Regions from separate parts of the Pan troglodytes genome. Here region 1 is linked to region 2. Evidence: chromatin contacts called from public capture Hi-C data. All regions are on one chromosome and are shown on one strand. The core of a region is the stretch at or near the end of the contact, and the rest is flanking DNA. Distances in the headings are between cores, read along the strand shown.

Region 1 (4,899 bases), core at 1,367-3,866, 170 kb after region 2:
TAATGCTATGCATGGTGGCTCACACCTGTAATTCCAACAATTTGGGAGGCCAAGGCAGGAGGATCGCTTGAGCCCAGGAGTTCAAGACCAGCCTGGGTAACATGGCAAAATTTGGTCTCTAAAAATATACATACACACACACACACACACATGCGCGCGCGTTTGTATATTTGTTTACTTTATTTAATTTAATTTATTTATTTGCAACGGAGTCTCACTCTGTCACCCAGGCTAGAGTGCAATGGCGCAGTCTGGGCTCACTGCAACCTCCACCTCCTGAGTTCAAGCCATTCTCCTGCCTCAGCCTCTCGAGTAGCTGGGATTACAGGCGCCTGCCACCACCCCCGGCTAATTTTTGTATTTTTCGTAGAGACGGGGTTTCGCCTTGTTGGCCAGGCTAGTCTCAAACTCCTGACCTCAGGTAATCTGCCCGCCTCAGCCTCCCAAAGTTCTGGGATTACAGGCATGAGCCACCGCACCCGGCCTAAATTTTTGATTAAATGCATGAATGAGTGAACCAGATGATCCTAAAATACTTGGCTGTCTGTGACTACTGACTAGCTGGAAGGCTAGAGTATTTAAGGAGAGAGTATGTTTGTCTCACAGCATCCCTTATCTAAGCCTGGAATTCCAAGTCTTCCATATTTAGACATCTAGCTTCCTTTTCAGGCTGATCTCCAATGACACCCTTGTGTGTACCTCCTTTCCCTATAATCAGACTCTGAGGCTTTGCCTAGAATGTCCCATCCCCCAACTCCACCTACTGAAATCTACCTTGAAAGTTCACCCCAAATGACATGAAATTTTTTTTCTATTTATTTATTTAGAGGCAGCGTCTTACTCTATCACCCAGGCTGGAGTGCGGTGGCACAATCTTGGCTCACTGACACCTCTGCCTCTTAGGCTCAAGCAATCCTCCTGCCTCAGTGCGCCCACCAATTAACCCACCAGCAGCTAGGACTACAGGCAGGTGCCACCACGCCCAGATAATTTTTGTGCTATTTGTAGAGACAGGATTTCACCATACTGTCCAGGCTGGTCTCGAACTCTTGGGCTCAAGTAGTCAGCCTGCCTCAGCCTCCCAAAGTGCTGAGATTACAGGTGTGAACCTCCATGCCCAGCTTTTTAAAAAATTTTTTTATAGAGACAGGGTCTCACTATGTTGGTCTTGAACTCCAGGTATGTGTACTGTGGATGTCTGTATCACTGCCTCCTTAACCTCCTACTTCATAGGTTCCTGAGGGCAAAGACATCTATTTCATCTTTCTTCATCACTGGGCCTAACACAATACTTTGCACATAGTAGATGTTCAATAAATATTTGCTGAAGGAATGGATGCCTCATTGAACTGTTATGGGGGTTGGGGGAGGGAGCCAGATCTGATTCAAGACAATTGAGAATCCAACTCAATGTCCACTCAGTGGTCAAGGGCTGAGGGCACTTCATGTGTAGGGAGGAAAGAGGGAAGTACAAAATTATTTCTCTTTCTGCTAGTGCTCCTTCCTCAACCTCTAGAAAGTTTATTCCCAGCTTTTCTTCACCTTTGGTTCATGCTGCATTATTTTATGTGTTAACTGATGCTTTATAAAGAAATTCTTAGGCCAGGTGTGGTGGCTCATGCCTGTAATCCCAGCACTTCGGGAGGCCAGGGCGGGCAGATCACCTGAGGTCAGGAGTTCGAGGCCAGCCTGACCAATATGGTGAAACCGCGTCTCTACTAAAAATACAAAAAATTAGCCGGGCGTGATGGTGGTCCCCTGTAATCCCAGCTACTTGGGAGGCTGAGGCAGGAGAATCGCTTGAACCCAGGAGGCAGAGGTTGCAGTGAGCCTAGATCGTGCCATTGCATTCCAACCTGGGCAACAAGAGCGAAACTCCATCTCAAAAAAAAGAAAAAAAAAGAAATTCTTTGCTAGTAGTGAGTGTGTGTGTGTGCACACATGCACATATTCTCTCCATTCCTCCTTGCAAGGGTAGCTGTCTGCTGTAACTTTTATATTCCCCAATAGTAGCTGATGCCAGGCACTGAAGGGGCAGCCCCAAGCATTATCCTTTGACCAGCTCTTGGAAGAAAATTACCTAGTTCTAGTCTCAGAAGTGAAGCTCCACCAACCTCTTGGGCACCAGCCAAAGCTCCCTTTCTGCCCAGCTCCTAGAAACCTTTCCTAAGCTTTGCCAAGTTCCCAAATCCGCTCTGGGGTAAGAAGCCTTTGCCTGCTCTCATGCTGCCCTCTTCTGTTCAGAAAGTGCAACATCTCAATTTAAGAGGCCTGGAGGGTGCCAGCCACCCAGGAAGACAAGCTCCCTGCCACCAGCAGCCCATCACCATAGCAACCCTCAAAATGGTTACTCAGCCATCTGGGTTACCATAGCAACTGGCCAAGTCGCTCCACCTCAGCCTCTCCCTAGGCCTCTCCCGTGGCTCGTCAGAGCCAACTCCAAATAATCTCCAGTGCTTCCTGGAAGAAATGAGCAGAGGCTGGACCCCTGACAGGCAGCTATCCCAAAGGGGCGTGGAAGGCCTCACCGCACCGGCTTCCCGAGGCACAATAGAGATAATGGATGTTGAGGCACTCCGTGAACCTTGAAGTGCTACACAGATGTTAGCTGTTATTAAACTACTGTTCCTTGTAATGGGGGAGGCAGTGGGTTGCCCTAGGCAGAGCTAGCACCATTCCAAGCTTGGCCCCTTACTGGCTGGGAGACCTTGAGCAAGTTACCAAACTCTCTGGGCTTCTGCTTCCTCTGCTGTAGCACATCTGCCTCCTAAAGTTGTTTTGAGGATTAGGTCAAATACAGCATGTAAGATGCTGAGCGCCAAGGCTGGCATTCAGAACCTAACAATAGTAGTTATAAAAGGTATTGGCCCCTCTGCTGTCTCCCAGCTTCTTTGTCAGTAAAACTGTTTTTATCTTCACTCTTGAAGGAATCAGGCTAATGTGAGCCCTGCTGAACCATACCCAATCTCTCTTCCTGCTCTGAGGCAGGACAGGGTCTTACCCTGTGTGGATCCTCTGAGGCAGTCTATACTCTTTGGGGAATTGGGAGGTTCCCCAAACTGTGAGGTGTGGCTTTTTTTAATCTATGAAACTTCTCTTCACTTGAAGCCACAGCTCCCCATCCAACACCATCTCAAGGTAGAAACCTCTAAAGGGGCACTAACAGGCAGCCTGGAAAGAGCACAAATCACTGAGGCCGGGAGAGGCCCTTGAGAGTGGTGGCCAATGCTCTCAGTTGAGATCAGAGTCACGTGAAGCAGTTCACCAGCATCAGGGCAGTCCTGGGGCACAGGCCCCTATAACAAAAATGGAACTCATTCCCTTGATGAATTTTTTTTTTTTTTTTGAGACAGGGTTTCACTTTGTCACCCAGGCTACAGTACAGTGGCATGAACATGGCTCACTGCTGCCTCAACCTCCCAGGCTCAAGTGATCCTCTAGCCTCAGTCCCCCAGATAGCTTGTACTACAGGTGTACACCACCACGCCCAGCTAATTTTTGTATTTTTTGTAGAGATGGGGTTTCGCCATGTAACCCAGGCCGATGTTGAACCCCTGAGCTCAAGTGATCCACCCACCTTGGCCTCCTAAAGTTCTGGGGTTAGAGGCATGAGCCACTGTGCTATCCTCCCGCCATCATGTTAAGGACCTGAATCCTATTGCAACTCGACTTCAGTCCGTCAAGATTGAATCCTTGAAATTCATGTTTTGGATATTTAGTTTAATTATACTGGCAGAACAGAACCAGATATGCTCTAGCCTAGCTCTGTGTGTTCTGGGGATAGAGCCTGAACCTCAAGCTGGAAGGACCAGAGGATCAGCCAAGCAACGCTAGGAGGGACACACTGCCCCTGGAGCCTGAACATCTAGGTGTTAGAATCCCTGATGAAGAGGCCAGGCGCGGTGGCTCACACCTGTAATCCCAGCACTTTGGGAGGCTGAGGCGGGTGGATCACCTGAGGTCAGGAGTTCAAGACCAGCCTGGCCAACATGGTGAAACTCCGTCTCTACTAAAAATACAAAAATTAGCCGGGCGTGGTGGTGGGCACCTGTAATCCCAGCTACTCAGGAGGCCAAGGCAGGAGAATTACTTGAACCTGGGAGGCAGAGGTTGCGGTGAGCCGAGATCATACCACTGCACTCCAGCGTGGGTGACAGAGCAAGAGTCTGTCTCAAAAAAAAAACAAAAAAGGAATCCCTCATGAAGACTCTGGGCAGTAGGTCAGGTGGCAGTGGTTCCAGTCCTCAGACATGGACTCTGAAGCAGATAAACTGGTATATTTACTACTAGAGGAAAGGTAGTATAATATAACGGTTAAAAAGTGAGGGAAGTAAAGGAGTTTGAAGTTGCGGTGAGCTACAATTGTGCCACTGCACTGCAGCCTGGGCAACAGAGCAAAACTCTGTCTCAAAAACAAAAACTGAGGAAGGTAGAAGTATGTGATTACTGGAACTTTCTGATTTTTTTTTTTTGAGATAGAGTCTTGCTCTGTCACCAAAGCTGGAGTGCAGTGGCGCAGTCTCGACTCACTGCAACCTCTGCCTCCCGGTTCAAGTGATTCTCCTGCCTCAGCCCTCCGAGTAGCTAGGATTACAGGCATGAGCCACTGCACCCAGCTACCGGAACTTTCTTATACATAACTGGGGAGGGAGAAGTGGGGTTGCAATATATGGGTTTTTTCGTCCACAGTTCCTGGCTCATAACTTCTATAGCCCTTGTCATAGTTTTCTGCTATAATGTTGAGGCACTGTAGACCTCAGAAGCAAATCAAGTCTTAGAAAACAGAATCTTTCTGCCCTCCTGCCCTCCTTTCACCTGTTTCTTTTTCCTCCCAAAGCAAGACTCAATCTTTCCTGCAATTTTTTTTTTTTTTGAGACAGGGTCTCACTGTGTCACCCA
Region 2 (5,100 bases), core at 285-2,784:
TTTTACTAGGAGTTCCTAAAACTTTATATGCCAAATTTCTGAAAATCTCACACTCAGTTACAAGCATGTGTCCTATAATGTTATGATGACTACACAATTTCAATTTTAATGCCAGTTGTACAACAATCAGTTCCACAGCTGGTTTTACCCCCAACTACTCTATCTGTTCCAACTTTTACAAGATAAAAGTTGACTTTGACATTCTTTTTTATCTGATGAAACCCAAATACTTGTTGATATGGTTTCAATCTGTGTCCCTACCAAATCTCATGTTGAATTGTAATCCCTAATACTGGAAGTGGGACCTGGTGGGAGACGACTGGATCATGAATCATGAAAGTGGATTTCTCATGAATGGTTTAGCACCATCCCCTTGGTGCTGTTCTCGTGAGGGTAGGTGGGTTTTCATGAGATTTGGTCATTTAAAAGTGTGTGGCACATCCCGCCCACAACCTCTCGTTCCTGCTGTAGCCAAGTGACATGCCTACTGCTCCTCTGCCTTCCACCAAGATTGTAAGTTTCCTGAGGCCTCTTCAGAAGCTGAGCAGATGCCAGCATCATGCTTTCTGTACAGCCTGCAGAACTGTATACCAATTAAACCTCTTTACTTTGTAAATTACCCAGTCTCAGGTATTTCTTTATAGCAATGCAAGAATAGCTTAATACATTCATGCGCCCCATATCCCAGTAGTTTCACTGCCTTCCTTCCTACCATAACACATCTATCACACTCCCCCACACACATATCCATGTTTATATGAGGCCCAAGAAACCTCTTGCCCATCCATAAAATAGACATTTTTTCAATGGCCACTTTTTCTTCAACCTGTTGGGAGTCTCCAAACTCTAATAACAGAGGGCACTAAGATGGGGCTGTCTGTGGGGAAAATTTATCCCCAAAGAGGAAATTCTAGGCACAGATTGCTCAGAATTTGTATCTATCTTCAGCCTTATGCTGCTAGTGATAGGCAGGGCACCAGTAGGTAGACCATATCCCTGCTCTGCAAACATCAGGGCCCCTGTACAGTATCAGTGGCCCCCATCTAGGCAGGGAAAGTGCCCTACCTCATTTTATAAATTTTGCACTTTGAAGTCCTAATGTTTTTATTTCTTCTGCTGCAGAGGCCAACATCCCAGTAAAAGTTCTTTAGCCATTGGTGAATTATAACTTCAATCACCCACACAATCACACACCTACATGCCAGATGCTGTGCTACCCATGGTCTTGCTGAGTCCTTATCTCGGTGTTCAGATCTCTGAATTCTCACTTGCTCCTTGACCTTTAAAACATTCACAGAAACTGCCATTACCACCACCACCAGCAGCACCATCCATGCCTCAATATATTCCTCAAAACAAAATAATGTTAAAGCCCTAAATACATCCAGTCACAAAACAAACTTTTCTAGCCTTAAACCTTCAAATTGCCCTAACCTCCCTCTCTCTCTCTCAACTAATCCCCAGATAACTCTGTGTCCCTCTCCTCTAATCCTGGAATTAGGAACCAAAGAAGGATAAGCCCTCTCCACCTATACAAATACTGAATGAGTGCTGCCGTCAGAAATTTCCCAACAGGGATGGGATTGCATCAGCTCTAGTAAGAACATCACTCTCCTGTGAGGAAGAGCAAGTACACTGACAACAGCTGCCTGACCCCTTCCACATTTATTCCAGAGATTCATTCCAGAGATTCAGTTAGGCCCTTCCCCATCGTCTCTTGTGCTACATTACAACTTCTCGTAGCAGGGAAGCTGGTAAACAGACCTGCCTGAGAGTAAGTACTATCTAGCATTGCACCTTGAGAGATCATCCCACCAGATAGCTTGAGCAATTACGCCGCTTGGCTACTCAGAATCAGGGATTCCCCAGAGACAAGTCTTGGTTTCAAGCATCAAGGGGCAGACCTGAAATAGATTCTGCTTGCTGAGCTCCAGCAGATACTAACCCACATGGGGGTAAGTTTGAGAGGCACCAACATCCTCACTGCTCACCACACTCAGCTTTAATATGTTTGAGGGCCAAGAATCCAAACAGCAGTTTGATTATCTCTTGAACATGCCCACCTACCTCTTCCAGACCCCATGATGGGGTGTGGCTTGCCTCCAGAGAAAGAGTGCCATCCTCTTCTGAGAAGGAAGTAGAGCTCTTTTCAGGTTCTGTATCTTTAGGCTGGATCCCATGTATGTGTGGCCCATCACTGCCATAGCCAGAGGAGGAGGGCAAAATGCTCACAGTCACGCCGCTGATGGACAAATCACTCTGAGAAGTAGGCAGTCTGGAATCCTGGGGGGGCACTTGACCCACATGGGAAGGCTCCGTGCGTCTTTGGCCTCCAGGCTGGTCCAGTAGTAATGAAGAAACAGAACATTCTATAATCCAGGAAGCTGTCTGAGGGGCACCTGAAACACTCTTGGTTCCTTCCTCCACACTCCAGCCCTCGGAAAATTGTTCTTGATTTCCTTTATCAGTGGGGTAGTCTGTCCTAGGCAAAGCACAGCTCCGAAACCCACGCTGAATATTTCCTTTCTCCACTGCAGTCTCTCCTTGCAAAGGCAGCAACACAGCCCTGCTGCTGCAGGATGCTGTCCTAGGAAATTCCACCAGTTGGCTCACTGACTTCTCGCAGTTCCTTTCTGCTGGGTTATCAAGCAGGTGAGCAATGACAGTCATCCCCTCTTCCAGGGAATCCCAGACCCCTCCAGCAACTGATGACTCATTCTCTAACAAAAGGTGGGCGGTCTGGACCTCCCCTTGGAATCTCTCCTTTACCTGTACTATCATCCCCCGATCGACTACCCGTGAGTTGGGGGCTGAGTCCCCAGGCAGCAAAATATCTGGGGGGGTATGCTCTACCCCTCCCACTCCGTCTTCCTTTTGGAGACTCTCTGTTAACTTCGTTAGGGTTTCAGTCTCTTCAATGACTCCAGTTCCTTCTGAGGTTTCTTCCTGGTGAGATGCCTCTGGAGTAGGGATTTTCTTCCCTCTCCACCTCCTTTTGAACCGAACCCTTTTCTTAGGAGATATGGGAGCCTTCTCAGGAATAGCTATTGACTCTTTCGGCTCCTTAAAACAGCCCAGTGAATTTCCCATTTCCTTCCTCTCCTAATCTCAGCAAAAACGCAGCTAAGCCAGTCCTGGGATCCCACAGAAATCCCAACCTTGGCCTCATCGGATTCGATGCACATTTAAAAACATGCACTATGCCGGCAATCCCTCCAATTCTTTCTCCCTCCCTCCCCGCCTCTCTCTGTCTCTTCCAGCCGCTGCCGATTCAGACAGCCATCTTACAGGCTCAGAGCTGCAACAAGACAAATTCAAAGCATCTCACTGCAGTTCAGAAATCACTTGACCTAAAAGCAGACAGAAACCGGATTGGCTGCAGCTTCCTCTCTCCAAATATGAGGTAATTGGAGCACTGCCCTCAGTAACACAAACAGAAAGCAAAAAGGAGCTAGAAACCAGGGGAGGGGAGAAACTAGGGAGGGCCAGGAGGAGGAGGGAAAATGTAAGTGTAAATTGAAAATGGAGGGAAAAAGAAGAGAGGCCGTGGCAGAAGGTAACGTGGAGGAAGGAGGAGGAGAATAGTATCAAAAAGGGAAAAAGCAAACCAGCTCGGCTGGTACTAACCAGCAAGGGAAGGGAAGGGCCCGGGCCAAGAAGAACCAAGCCTGGTGAAGCTGCAATTATGGCTCCCAAACTACAAAATGAAATAGACTTTAAGTGTTGCACCAAGATGCCCAAAAGAAAATATCAAGCAGATATACATATTCTGAATTTTTTCAGGTCAGAAAACAATAAAATTATTTTAATGAAATTATAACCTGAAGAAACCAGAGCCTTCTTCTTACAGTTAAGAAAAGGAACACAGACTTTAAAGATCTAGCCTTCTGGAGCATTTATTTCCCTCCTTTTTCCTATAAAAGAAAAGAAAGATCTGTTAATTCTGCCAGCCAATGACACAGACAGGAAAAATCTGGAAGTTGGTTTTGAGTACAGTAAATGAGTGTTTGGTAAAAAGAATACCACTTCTAAATACAACAGATGAACAGGGTCTCTGATGAACAATATTTGACAAAAATGTTCAATAGTAATTATTGATGCTGCCACTGCTAACATCTAATATATTTTTTGCACTTGCTGTGTGCCAAGCACTGTGTAAAGTTATTTACATGGACTTTCTCATTTAATTCTTACAGTCACTATATGAGGTCAAAACTATTATTTTATACTTTATCGGTAAAGAAACTGAGGTTTGGCCAGGCGCAGTGGCTCACGCCTATAATCCTAGTACTCTAGAAGGCCAAGGCAGGCGGATTGCCTGAGCTCAGGAGTTTAAGACCAGCCTGGGCAACATGGTGAAACCCCGTCTCTACTAAAATACAAAAAAATTAGCTGGGCACAGTGGCATGCGCCCTTAGTCCCAGCTATTCAGGAGGCTGAGGCATGAGAATTGCTTGAACTGGGAGGTGGAGGTTGCAGTGAGCCAAGATCATGTCACTGCACTCCAGCCTGGCCAACAGAGCAAGACTCTGTCTCCAAAAAAGAAAAAAGAAACTGAGGTTTAAGAAAGTTGATTAATAGCCCAAGGTTACACAGCTAGTAAGTGACAAAGCCAGAACATGAACTTCTGTTAACTTTAAGACTTTTAATTTCAACCCCAACTACTCTCTTCTAACTACTGCAGTAGTGGAAATCTGTACTCAGTTGCCAGTTGTGTAAAATAAGAAGTTCCCCCACTGTTCTGAATTGGTAATTAGACTGCATGGACCAAGAGCTCAATCAAAGAGATAACACTTGTTGCCATTTGGGAGTAAAAGAAGAAGCCGCCAAAAAGAGGTTCAGGTGGTTTTTACTCCCATTGCAGTAGGGCAGGAAGTCTGAATTTCAGATTGTAAAAGTCAGATTCAAAAATCACCTTGTGATGTCAGTGAAGATTCCTCCACCCCAATTTTTTTTAGTATAGTATCTGCTATATGGGAAAAGACTATAACCCAAAGGGCTGTGAATGGAGAATAAAATTATATATGTGTTTCTTTCCTATTGCAGTTATTTATTCTACACCAAAAGGATCCAGGCCACACAGCAGAAAGCAGTAGCCTG

Evidence for each region. Capture Hi-C pulls out chosen DNA fragments and counts their contacts.
Region 1: a capture Hi-C map of stem cell-derived neural stem cells shows a contact between it and region 2, with 6 times the contacts expected there. The contact joins two enhancer-like sites. A contact is called at or near these places in 5 of 7 Hi-C or Micro-C datasets (blood, induced pluripotent stem cells, a lymphoblastoid cell line and 1 more), 1 of 1 datasets of contacts at active chromatin or transcription factors (stem cell-derived excitatory neurons) and 1 of 1 other capture datasets (stem cell-derived neural stem cells).

Annotation. Positions count from the first base shown.
Region 1 is chr1:191,872,540-191,877,438 of NHGRI_mPanTro3-v2.0_pri, forward strand. No RefSeq gene overlaps it. Among named protein-coding and RNA genes, the nearest start is that of MACF1, 7.4 kb to the left of the region's middle. Within about 2 kb of position 2,617, at least 9 of the 24 cell types and tissues checked have an H3K27ac peak or open chromatin away from gene starts, as enhancers often do. A contact at or near this core is called in stem cell-derived neural progenitor cells and stem cell-derived neural stem cells, where this site is marked.
Region 2 is chr1:191,704,632-191,709,731 of NHGRI_mPanTro3-v2.0_pri, forward strand. The region is part of intron 5 of MACF1 (microtubule actin crosslinking factor 1); the gene reads right to left. Among named protein-coding and RNA genes, the nearest start is that of MACF1, 160 kb to the right of the region's middle. Within about 2 kb of position 1,535, at least 8 of the 24 cell types and tissues checked have an H3K27ac peak or open chromatin away from gene starts, as enhancers often do. A contact at or near this core is called in stem cell-derived neural progenitor cells and stem cell-derived neural stem cells, where this site is marked.